Regions from separate parts of the Mustela erminea genome. Here region 2 is linked to region 1. A link is a contact called in public Hi-C data. All regions are on one chromosome and are shown on one strand. The core of a region is the stretch at or near the end of the contact, and the rest is flanking DNA. Distances in the headings are between cores, read along the strand shown. Region 1 has its middle 250 kb from the start of KLF3. Region 2 holds the start of KLF3 (Krueppel-like factor 3).

What was found. Hi-C and Micro-C count contacts between places; a contact is called where the count stands out from the background.
Region 2: a Hi-C map of skeletal muscle shows a contact between it and region 1, with 5 times the contacts expected there. The contact joins the promoter of KLF3 here to the enhancer-like site in region 1. A contact is called at or near these places in 3 of 3 Hi-C or Micro-C datasets (fibroblasts, skeletal muscle and spleen).

Annotation. Positions count from the first base shown.
Region 1 is chr2:129,286,142-129,291,809 of mMusErm1.Pri, forward strand. No RefSeq gene overlaps it. Among named protein-coding and RNA genes, the nearest start is that of KLF3, 250 kb to the right of the region's middle. Within about 2 kb of position 1,945, the one cell type or tissue checked has open chromatin away from gene starts, as enhancers often do. A contact at or near this core is called in fibroblasts, where this site is marked.
Region 2 is chr2:129,540,360-129,545,699 of mMusErm1.Pri, forward strand. It overlaps KLF3 (Krueppel-like factor 3), which reads left to right and starts at 1,578. Exons shown (of 6, transcript XM_032334075.1): 1 at 1,578-1,691. It also overlaps the pseudogene LOC116584986.

The sequences.
Region 1 (5,668 bases), core at 695-3,194:
AGCTCCTTTGGGGGAAGAATCCTACTTGAGGGTTGCATTGAAAGTGACCTGTCTGTCTGTAACACTGTGACACTTCCCGAGAATGGTCACTAACTGTCCTCTGAGCAACCGTAACAGACAATTACTGCTTAAACATTTGCCCTACCATATCATTTGGTTTTTACCAGAAATTGAGATGGAACCACTAGTTGCCCCCATCCATGACAGGCATGGAATCCCACGCTTGACTCTCAGCCACCATGGCTGGTTCTGATTTCGTGAGGGACCCAGGTTGATGAGCAAGCCTAGCCCACTGAAGCCTCTATGGCTTTAACTCTTTTGGATCCTCGGTCACCCACTCACCATTTGCAGATCAATCCCTATGATCTCTGAGCTTCCCAGGCAAGAGTCGGATGGTTCCGCAAGGTCCACCACCACGTCCAGAAAACCAATTCAAAATGCACGATAAACCTACAAATAGGTAACGTGACCACACATTTGAATTCATTTGTATTTTCATAAGGAAATATAGGTAAGAAGACAAAATAAGAATGATTACCAACAAAGGAGAGAAGGAAATGGAGAACTAAGACGAGGGCAGGAGGTGGTGATGAGAATTCTCAGGTATACTGAGCTTTAGAGTCCTGATTTGTACTTTTTTTAAAAAAAGTTTTTAAATTGAAATATAATTAACATACAATGTTATATTAGTTTCAGGTGTACCATATAATGTTATTCGAGAAGAATTCTGACTTTGGAGTCATGCACATGAATTGTCCATTAAAAATCAATTTTTAATTTTAAAAAATGCACCATCTATTGCAAAGGGCCTCAGACTCCCATTTTCGTTTATGAAACACACCCTACGTAATTTGTTAAAAAACAATCTTCCCTTAAATGCTTACAATACTCTATATTTAAAAATGGTGTCAGCCTGTTTGTTTGGCATAAACAAGAACCTGTAGAACGCGTTCGTGATGATGCCCAAATGGGCATTAGGGGCTAGAGTAGGGTTTTGGAAGACTTTGACCTCATAGCTGGGGCTTCACAGGAAACTAGCTGAGAGGCCTTGGGCTCGTCACTTGACTTTTCTGTTCCTCACCTCTCCATCTGCAACTCCGGCTCAACTCCACCCCTTGGCTGCTCTCAGGTTTGTTACGTGGCTCCCACATGAAAATACTTTGAAAGCACCATACGAATCATCTTGACGGTAAAGTTTCCAGTCAAAGGTGTGTAGCTGAGGGCCACTGCAAAAACATACAAAGCCTGAAATGAGACCCGGTCCAATCTTTAGAATATTTGTGTGTTGTCTCTATGGCACTGCCCGGAGACTGGAGTCACTCAAAGGTTGGAGATTTTTTTTTTTTTTCCAACTCTAATTTGCACCAAGCAATCTGTTAAGAGTTGGAGGGGTTGTTTATTAGAAAGGGGTGGAGGCGAAGGGAAGCATAAAGTCGACTCTCCATCTGGGCCAGGAGAGGAGCTCTGGTCCTAGAAACAACTGACAAGTCGTAGGAATGCTTGCTTTGGGGGTGGGGTTGAGGGCTTCAACTGCTTAGGCTTCTAATCCTCTCCCTTCCCTCCCCTAAACACACACAAAACTAAGGAAGAGGGCAAGAAAGGTAGTAAGATTCCTGGAAGAAGTTTCCAGAAGGAGACAGGAAAAACAAGAAAATAAAGAGCCCAATGTGTCCTGACACGTTGGTGTGTTTCCCTTTAGATTTTTCTTCCCCCTAGAAAGATATCCAGGATTTTGTCTTCTCTTAACAAAACTCTGGAAGGAAAGTTTGACATAATCCCCAGAACTGTAAAACCTCTTTGTGCGGCCGTCACCGGAATGCTTTTCTTACATTCCCTCAAGAAGCCAACCTCCAATGTGGCAAGTTCTGGAAGCCAGGAAGGGAGGCGGCAATCTGAGCAGAGCGGCAGGGCGGCTCCCCTAGGCGGAGCCCGGGCTCCTCCCGGCCTCAAGCGGCGCCCCTCCTATGGCTGCAGGGGAAAAGGAGGAGCGCCCTACATTTAAAAAGGCAGGAACCTACTGACTGCTGGAATCCTAAAATGCCGGGTGCCTATTCCCACTTGTGAGGTCAAACTGAGGTCAAAAGCATTACCTAATCATCTCTGAAAACCCCCTATTTGAAGGGGTTGAGCCGGGCTGGCGACACCCCAAGTCGTGAACTATATCAAACTTGGTCTTTAAAACTTAACCTAGGACTGCTGTGTTGTGTTTTTGTTTTGTTTTCTTTCGCCTGAGCCAATGTTTCTGGTGGCGTTTCTGTTACTTCCTGTTTGTGACTGAGCCTTCCTTGCCCTACTTCCTTTTTGGGGGGGTTGTTGCTTGTCCTGCCATTTCCACTTAGTTGTAGGGAAGACGGGTGCGTGTGTGTGTGCGCGCGCGCGTGCTCTTGCGTTAGATTGGAAGGGAAAGAAGCAATGACTAGCATTTCTGTTATAAAACACCGTTTCTTATATGTTCACATTCTTTACTTTCCACAGCAGCACGAGGGGATAAGCAAGATCATTAAGCCCCAGCTGGAGATAAAGAAACGGAGTCTTTTTTTTTTTTTTTTTTTTTTTTTAAGAAACGGAGTCTTAAAAAAAAGTTTCGTGTTCAAGGTCACTCATCAAAGAAAGGAGCAACACCCGAATCTATCTGACTCCCTGCTTCCAAATCCAAACCCAAAGTTCCTTTCCTTTCACTCTTGGGGGTAGGGGTGGGGGCCCAAGATTTCGCTCATTGGCCTAATTCTATTCGGAAGGTTTATTTGTTCAATTTTAACTACAGAGTTTTTATTTCTGAAATGTAAAGAAAAGACTTAGCTGGGGCCCTGCCCGGGAGCAATGGAACAGTTCTCAAGGCTCAGCTATTTCGTTGTTTGGGCAGCACCGCCCCCCCCACCCTCACCTCTGCAATCTTAACAACAGGGCTATTTCCAGGGCCAGGCTGGGGGGTTCCTGCTCCCCCCGGTACTCCGGGGGTGCGTTGTCCATGGCAGGCATTAGGGGGAGCATGTGTGTAAGAGGAGGGAAACCACTCAGGCCCAGGCAGGAAATGTCTGAGATCATGTGTCCTTAACAGGCCTGGTTGGAAAAGTTGTTCTTTTTTTTTTTTTTTTTTCTTTTTTTCTCTATCCCTGACTGAATGCTTAGTACTCCAGCCTTCTCCACAAAGATTTGTGCTCCCTGATGTGTAGGGTGGGAAAAATCAGCCTAGGGGGTTTGTAGAAAGAAGTCACCTCTAGGCCTACTGGGTCCAACAGCTCAGTCTCCACATTACCACGGAGGAAGCCCCCGCCCCAGGCCTCTGCAAGTCAGAGAAGGCCCTGGAATCTTTGTCTGGGTGTCATGGAGAAGACATGGAGACCCAGATAATGGGTTGTCCTGGGTCCTGAAAGGAGAAGAATTTGTGCAGTTGGTAGCAAGAGAATTAGAACGGACACTGCAGGAAGGGAGAGCTGTGTGCTTTTGTTTTGTTTTGTTTTTTAAGTACTATATTTCTGCTTTCCAGAACAATACAGGTGGCTGGCGGGGTTCTCTGGTGCCTTTCCCAAGCACTCACTTTGACAGAGCCTATTAACTTAGGCTACATTTTGACAAGGGCCTTGAAGTCAGATGGAAAAGAAACAAATATGTCTGGCATCGCATGAGTGCCCAGAGTGAGGCTGGGGAGAAGTGTCTGAGGTGTTCGCTAGTTCTGGAATAGCTTGGAGTGCTGACAAGGCCACTTGGAATCTAGGGTGTAGCGTTCTCTCTTTTTTTCCTTTCTGGACCCAAACGGTAATTTCTAAACCTGGGAAAGAGAAGTTGCAAGAGGGGAAGATACCCTGAGGGCTGGCTGGCAACAATTTCCTTTCAAAATTGCTGCAAAAGAGAAGCAGCAAAAGTTGATGTTGGCCTACACTTGGGACTGGTATGTAGAAGATAATTGATCTTCTGTGGTGAATGGGGGTTATGTACAGAAAACATTGTTTTGGTCTTGGTTCCAAATACACATGCAATGTGTACTCTAATGCACTTGCTCCTATATTTTTTCTTGTTCTTTCCCTTTTTTGCGGGGGGGAGGTGGTTTCAAATGTTGACTTCCTAGGGTATTTTCCAGGAGCAGTCGAAAAGATGTTAACCAAAATTTCCTGTAAAACTCCTGTGTAGGCATCTCTGCCCTGCTGAGGTTCAAAACCCCCTTCACTGTGAATAAGTTAAAAAAGACGTAATCAGGGTGACCAAAATGAAAATGGACAAAATGGCGACCCACTGTGTGTAGATGGTATTAATGGGCTTTGGATCTCTACTCCCGTCCTGGTTTCCCCTAATATAAAGTAATACCCACGCCTCACTTATGCCTCTCATCGTAGTGACACCTATGTACGCTCTAATATAAAATGATACCTACATGTTGAGTTGGTGTATTGTGTAAGGAATTTAAGTTATCTTCTGGAATGCTTCTCCCTTCTCGTGGCCAGTCAGAAAATTCACATTTGCAAACATCCTAAGTAACTCATGTAATCACCCTTATTGAGAACCCACTGTGCTAGGCATAGGAAACAAGGGTGAAGATCCTTCCTTGAGTCATTCGCAGTCCTGTGCGAGGCCTCGTGTCCCCCTGTGTCTGTTCCCACCTGGAAGGGCCTGGAAGAGGATTCCGACGAGGTCTGGAAATCTGCCATTTGCTGGCCTTGGGACTAGGGCAAGTTTCTGAACCGATCTGAGCCTCAGTTTCAATATCTTTAGTATGGGAAGAATAACGGTACCCACATCATGGGTTTGTTGTTGTCATTTTCCCGGGAGGATTCGATGAACCGCCCGCCATTGAGCACCCAGTGGGGTTGCTGGTGGTGGAGGTGGGGTGAGGAGGAGGGAGGGGGGAGGGAGGCGGCTCCTAGGAGAACTGCAGGTCAGGGATTTCAGCGGGGAAAGCAGCAGAATGTGGCCGGTGAAGAGCATTCTGGAAGAAGCCCCCCTGGGGCTCCCACAAGCCGTCCAGGTGGTTCTGATTTGCAGTGGAGTCTAAGAACCGCTGAGCTGTGTGGTAAGCTGTGGAATTTTTGTGTTTTAAGATTTTATTTATTTGAGAGAGAGAGAGTGAGCAAGCGAGTGAGCGAGAGAACAAGTGAGGGGAGAGGCGGAGAGAGAAGCAGACTCCCCTGCCGCGCAGGGAGCCCAACACAGGGCCGGATCCCAGGATCCCAACCATAACGGGGCTCCATCCCAGAACCCTGGGATCCTGACTTGAGCCGCAGGCAGACGCTTAACTGACTGAGCCACCCAGGTGCCACCCAGCTGCGGATTTTAAGGGGATGATATGGTTGGAATTCTGTTTTTGGAGAGAACGCAGTTGTGGCTGAATGTGGGATGGATCCGAGATATGGGACAGGAGGCAGGACCAGGGGTCTGAGGGAGACGGGATGAGGAGCTAGAGCTCGGTCACGGTGGTGGGAACACGTAGAAAGGGTGTGTGAAGGTGGGACCACAGAGGTAGCAGAAAGGGGGCCGGCTAGAGGACAGAAATGTGAAGCAGACCAGATTTAGTCATTGGACTTTGGGGCGAGGAAAAGCGGGAGGCAGGGGCGAGTCCAGGGACTGTGAACACAGGGCTTTTAATTTCAGTGACTAAATAGTGCCTCTGTGGTCTCGCTGACACCGTTCACGCGCCCCTCCCTCTCCCTTGTTCCTCGCTGCCAAGGTGACTGAG
Region 2 (5,340 bases), core at 328-2,827, 250 kb after region 1:
CCTTTGTTCTTTTTATTACATTCTTTATTACATTAATACTGTTTAAAAGAAATTCAAAAAAGCATTAAACTCGGGGGCTATGCTATACCAAGTTCTCCCAGGGGCCTGGCTAGGACCGCAAGCGCGTTTCCGCCGCCCCGCACCGAGCACGCTCGCGCTCGGTCCCGGAGAAGCGACAAAAAAAAAAAAAAAAAATGAGAGGTCGCCGGGCCGAGCCCTCTGCTGGCCCGAAGTCCTCCCTCCGGGCAGGAGGAGCCCGACCGAAGTTTGCCAACTTTTCAGGCAGGCCCGGCTGAGCAAATGCTGCTGCTACCGGTTGCCTTTTCGCTCCAGTGGCAGGCCCGGCCCGTGGGAAGTTTGCCTCCGGGGGTCCCAGGACCTTCAAAGAAGCCCGGAGCGGGGGAGGGGACGGCGGGGACGCGCCCCTCACGCCCGACCCGGGCCACCCCTGCGCGGGGAGGGCGACGAGGGGACCCGGCGTCCCGGGCACAAAGAAAGATCGCTCTTAACGCTGCTTCGAATGACCTTGGAAACTCGGGAGCGTTTTAGGGTTTAAGTCCTCCCCACTGCCCTCCCCTTTCCCGCCGCTCTTCTGCCCCGAATCCGCCCCGGTCCTCCCGCTCTTCCACCGCCGCTGCCTTTTCCTGCTTTTTCTTTAAGAGAGTTGCACGCACTCGGCCCAGGAGGGGCCGCGCTGGTCGCGGGGCCCAGCCCTTCCCGCCCCGCCCGGGGCCGCCCTTCCCGCCGGAGCCGGCTGATTGATGGCCCGGCCGCCCGGGTCCCCCGCCTCGGCCGGCCCGCGCGCCCGGCTGTGTGTTTTGGAAGCGGCGCAGCGGGCTGCAGCCCTGTGACGCCCGGAGCGGGCAGCGCCGCCCTTCCTTCCCCCCGGGCTGGGGCGGCGGCGCGGCGGCGGGTCCCGAGCGGGCGGGGGACTGGGGGGACGGGGGGCGCAGGGAGGGGGCGCGGGCGGGGACTCCGGAGCTGGGGCGGGTGCGCGGGGCCGGGCCGGGCCGGGCGGGGGGTGGGGGGCGGAGGGCGAAAGGCGGAGGCTCCGGGGCGGGGGCCGCGCCGCGCACGCCCAGCCCCTCGGCCGCCCCGCGCCTCGCCCGACAGGTTGGGCCGGCGGGGCGGCGCCCGGCTCCGGGGAATAATGAGTGTCTGTCAGGCCGTCCCCGGGTGACTGGGCGGGGCGGGGCGGAGGCGGCGCGGGAGGCGGGGGTGGCGGGGGAAGGGCGCAGGGCGGGGTGCGTGTTTGCGCGAGTGACTCGGCCGACCCCTCCGGCGGCTGCCTCCACCCAAGTGGGTGGGGACCCGCCCAGCCCGGGCGGCCGCGGCGGCTCCCTCTCCCCTCCCTGACCCTCCCACCCCGGGTCCCAGCCTCTACTTACCCCGCCAGCCCCGGGAGGCTCGCAGAGCGAGCGGCGCCGGCGTCATGTGACTGCCCGGAGTTGGTGCCAGGAGCCAGAGGGGAGCCAGGAGCGGAGCCGCGCGGAGCCGGGGCCCGAGCCGGAGCGCAGCGCGAGCGCCCGCCGCACGCGCGCCCGTCCCCGTTCCTGTCCCCGTGCCCTGCGCCGCCACCGCCACCGCCGCCCCGGCTGGCGCGCTGACATTACTGCATTCGCGGGGTTCAAGGCGGCTCGGAGCCGGGCCTTTATTTCTCGTCTGCAGCGCTCAGCACCGCGCCTCGAAAAGTAAGTCCCTTTCCCTCACCTTTCCTCGCCCCGACTCCTGCTGTCGCCCTTTTTGACTCGTCCGGTCTCATTTCTTTTTCCCCCGGAGGGGGGTCGCGCAGTTAAATGGGCCGGGGGTGCAGCGCGGGGGTGGGGGCGCCTGTGGGCTTGGGAAAGTGCAACAGCTCCTCGAAGCCGGGGGTGGGGGCGGAAGGGGAGGCAAGGGGGAGGGGGAACCCCGGGTTCGGCGGTTGAAAGTGTGGGATTCGGGGGAGCCACCGTGCGGATCCCGCGGTGCGGGGGACCGAAACCCGCGGCGCCCGCGGCGGGCCCGGGCGAGGCCGCGGGCGGGGGCTCACCTGTGTGGTCCCCCGGCTGCCGCCCGCCCTCCCGCCCGCTCGCAATTCCCTCCAAAGCCCCAGAAATCTCAGTGCTCTCCGCGTGTGGCAACGTTGTTTGGAGAAAGGTAGTGAGGAGGCCGCGCACTCCTGCTCCTCCCCCTCCGGGTCCCCCACCTCCCGCTCCCGCGCCCTCCCCTCTCCGCCCCCCGCCGCCCCCCTCTTTGGACGGGGCGCGCGACCGCTCGCCCGCCGGAGCAAACTTGGAGCAGCCTCCCGGGCCCTCTGGGAGGAAACTTAGGGCCGTTGGGACTGAAGGCAGCATCCCGTCCTCGCTCTTGGAGCCCAGGAGCTGCCAGGGCGTCTGGATCCTCAGGGGCAGGAGAAAAGAGCTGGCCGGGTTTGGAGAGTCCTCCTCGGGGGCACACCGAGAACCTGCCGCAGTGCCTGGAGCAAGGATTGCAGCGAGGCTGGAGGCAGAGAGCGCCTTCGGCAAGTGCCTGCAGCGTTAGGGACTCGAGCCGTGTAGGGACTTAAGAGACTGACCCCTGGACCTGGACCCTTGGGACTTACCTAGCATTCCAGATTGGCTTTCTTGGAGATGGCAGATAATACTTGGAATTGTCACATCCACTTTGCCAGATATCAGGGAGGATCTTCTGTGTTACATTTCACAGCTATAGACAGTAATAATAGATGGAGAATCTGTGTGAGCTGGACTTATTTTTAATAAGTCAGGTGAAACGGAACCTGGAAATTGCTCACCCTGTATTGCACTAAAATAAACATTTTGCACTGAATTTTTTACTAGCTCAGAATGCATTTTCCCACTAATATCACCCAGGATACTTTAAATAATATCAGTTATAGTCTCACAAGAGTCTGGTATTTGAGGAGAAGTATGTCGTGGTGTTCTGACTTCATTTACATTTAGTGTATAATTATTAGCAAAATGGAGTAGAATGGGCAGTTGTTCATTATAGGTTTTTCCACTGAGCAATTTTGCACTTTTTTTTTTAATAGTGCTTTCTGTATGAATTTGAGCAGCATTTTTATAAGAAATCCATCTGGATGATGATCTGCCACTGGAGGAAACACTTGCTTTTAGGGGAAAACCAGTCTGATAATATTAACATCTCCAAAACGTGGAGGGTTCGTGTTTTTTAAAGAAAAAATGGACAGATGAGTTTCTTCTGGCTCCAAGCATGGAATATGTTGACCTTAGCTCATTAACAGAGACCTGAAATGAGATGTTTGATGAATTTCAACTCTCTAGGGAAACTGTCCTGTCCTCCAGTCTGTGGGGTTTGCATCCCAAGTCTTAGAAGAAAAACAGCTCAGTGTACTATTTAAGTTCAATAAAGATACACTTCAAGGAACACTGGGCTTTCATGAAGGGGGATGCAGGTATAAAAATGTTAGAACAACAAAGAAAAGTAGCTGCTAAGACCACAAAATCTTGTCAGATATAAAACATGCTATTGTTTTTTCACTGCAAAGTTTCTAAATTAAAACCCAATCTTCTGGTTGCTATGGGCACAGTAATGCCTTTTTTTTTTCACCTGTAGTTTTGTCTACACACATTTTGTTCAGTCTCTGATCGTACAGTCTCTGATCGTAGAAACCTGAGTTGAACAGTCCTGACCAACTAACCAAAAAAAGAGACATAATGGGGGGGGACTCTAAGAATGGTTTTTACTACCTTAAATATACTTAAGGGAAAATAGACGTTTTCAGATATCTTGTAAAAAATTGATATTCTGGTCTCCAGATTGTATGACACTCTTGGGTTAAATGAAATGTCAGGAACAGAGTGACATTCTCCAAAGGTGAGTTTCTTTAGATGTGTGGACAGGGAGAACAGATGTGCAGCTGGGTGCGGATAGGTTTCTAACTATGCAGTTGAAAAAGATGGTGAAATTTGGGGGGGGGGGGTGACTCTAGGTGGCCCACACTCGGTGTCTAGGAATGTAGTTCTGTATAGTGAAGGGACACACGGAACTGGTCCAGTTGTCGGTTATATGGACTAACCCAGTGTCCTCTGAATTCTTACCAGTGCTCTCTCTGCCTTCTCGGGATGCTGAGGCTGAGCAGTGATCATTACCCTCACCCCTGATCTGATGGAGGCTAGAGACCAGCCATTGGGATGGGGGAGAAAGAGACAAAAGAAATGGGAAAGGAGGCTGGTGTTAATTAGGAAGGGTCTCTGCTGCCTGCATGTGATAAAATTACATGTTCACTTATGGTGTTTACTGTATGTGGAAGCTCCTATTTGTAAATAGGGCAGGTCCCCTGTATAAAGCTGGTGTTATTATTCACACCCATGGAACAAACACCTCCACCCCCCTGTTGTTGTCTTAAAAAACTCCAGCTGCTCATGAATATAGGGTCAGGGAGGGCTGGCTCAATGTTTCTCTGCTCGCTCTCCAGCACAGCCAGCAGAGCTGTTTCCTGTTCTTTGTTTCAAGGCTGGGGTTTGCGTCATACATTCCAAGTGGCATATGTGTGCTCTTTCCTGTTTCAGGCTGTTTTCTGGTTGATCAGTAGCCGCGACCAGGCCGTGGTCCCTGCCCCTAAACTCCCGATCTCCACCCAGGGAGTTATCCTGTCTCTACACACTTGCTATTGCCTAAGAGGCCTGTGTTATGTCATAACGAGGAGTCAGTTAACCTTTTTACATATACCCTTTGCTCCAGTGTGTTTCTGTGAGTGAATACATACTTGCACCTTCTTAAATTCATCATCGACAAAGAGTGACTCTGAGAAATGCGCGTGCAGGTTGAAGGCTAAACGGAGGTTGCATTGGTTGGTTTTCCATTCTTGTGTCGAGGTGGGCAGGGTGTTTGCTTGGAGATAGGCATTTGGCCCTGAAGCTGTCAGTTTTGGAGGGGAGGATTGCCACCTTACAGTCACCAAGACCTAGCATTATCTCCAGGCTGTGGCCCACCCTTGGCCACACCCTCGTTCCCCAGTCGCAGTGGAGCTCCAGACTGGAGGGCCAAGGGAGAGTTGAAGCGTTCCTGAACCCCTGGGCTGATTGGAAAATCTCGCCTAGGTTTTTAAGGAAGAGATACTTATTTAGGAAAAGTATTGAAGCTAGAAACATAAGCTACATTTGAGGGAATCAGCCCAGGGTCATCTCTTTTAAAGACAAAGATGGGAGTACTAGGATCATTTTCCTAAGGACCACGATGGATTCTGCATCTGATTTCTGACCTGTTCTAAGAAGAAAAAGCCCCAAGAAAAAGAGAACTGGAAATAAGAAATTCATTTTAATGACAGTCTGGAAAATTTTAATCTTATATTCTGAAAACAGAAGGAGACTTCTCTTG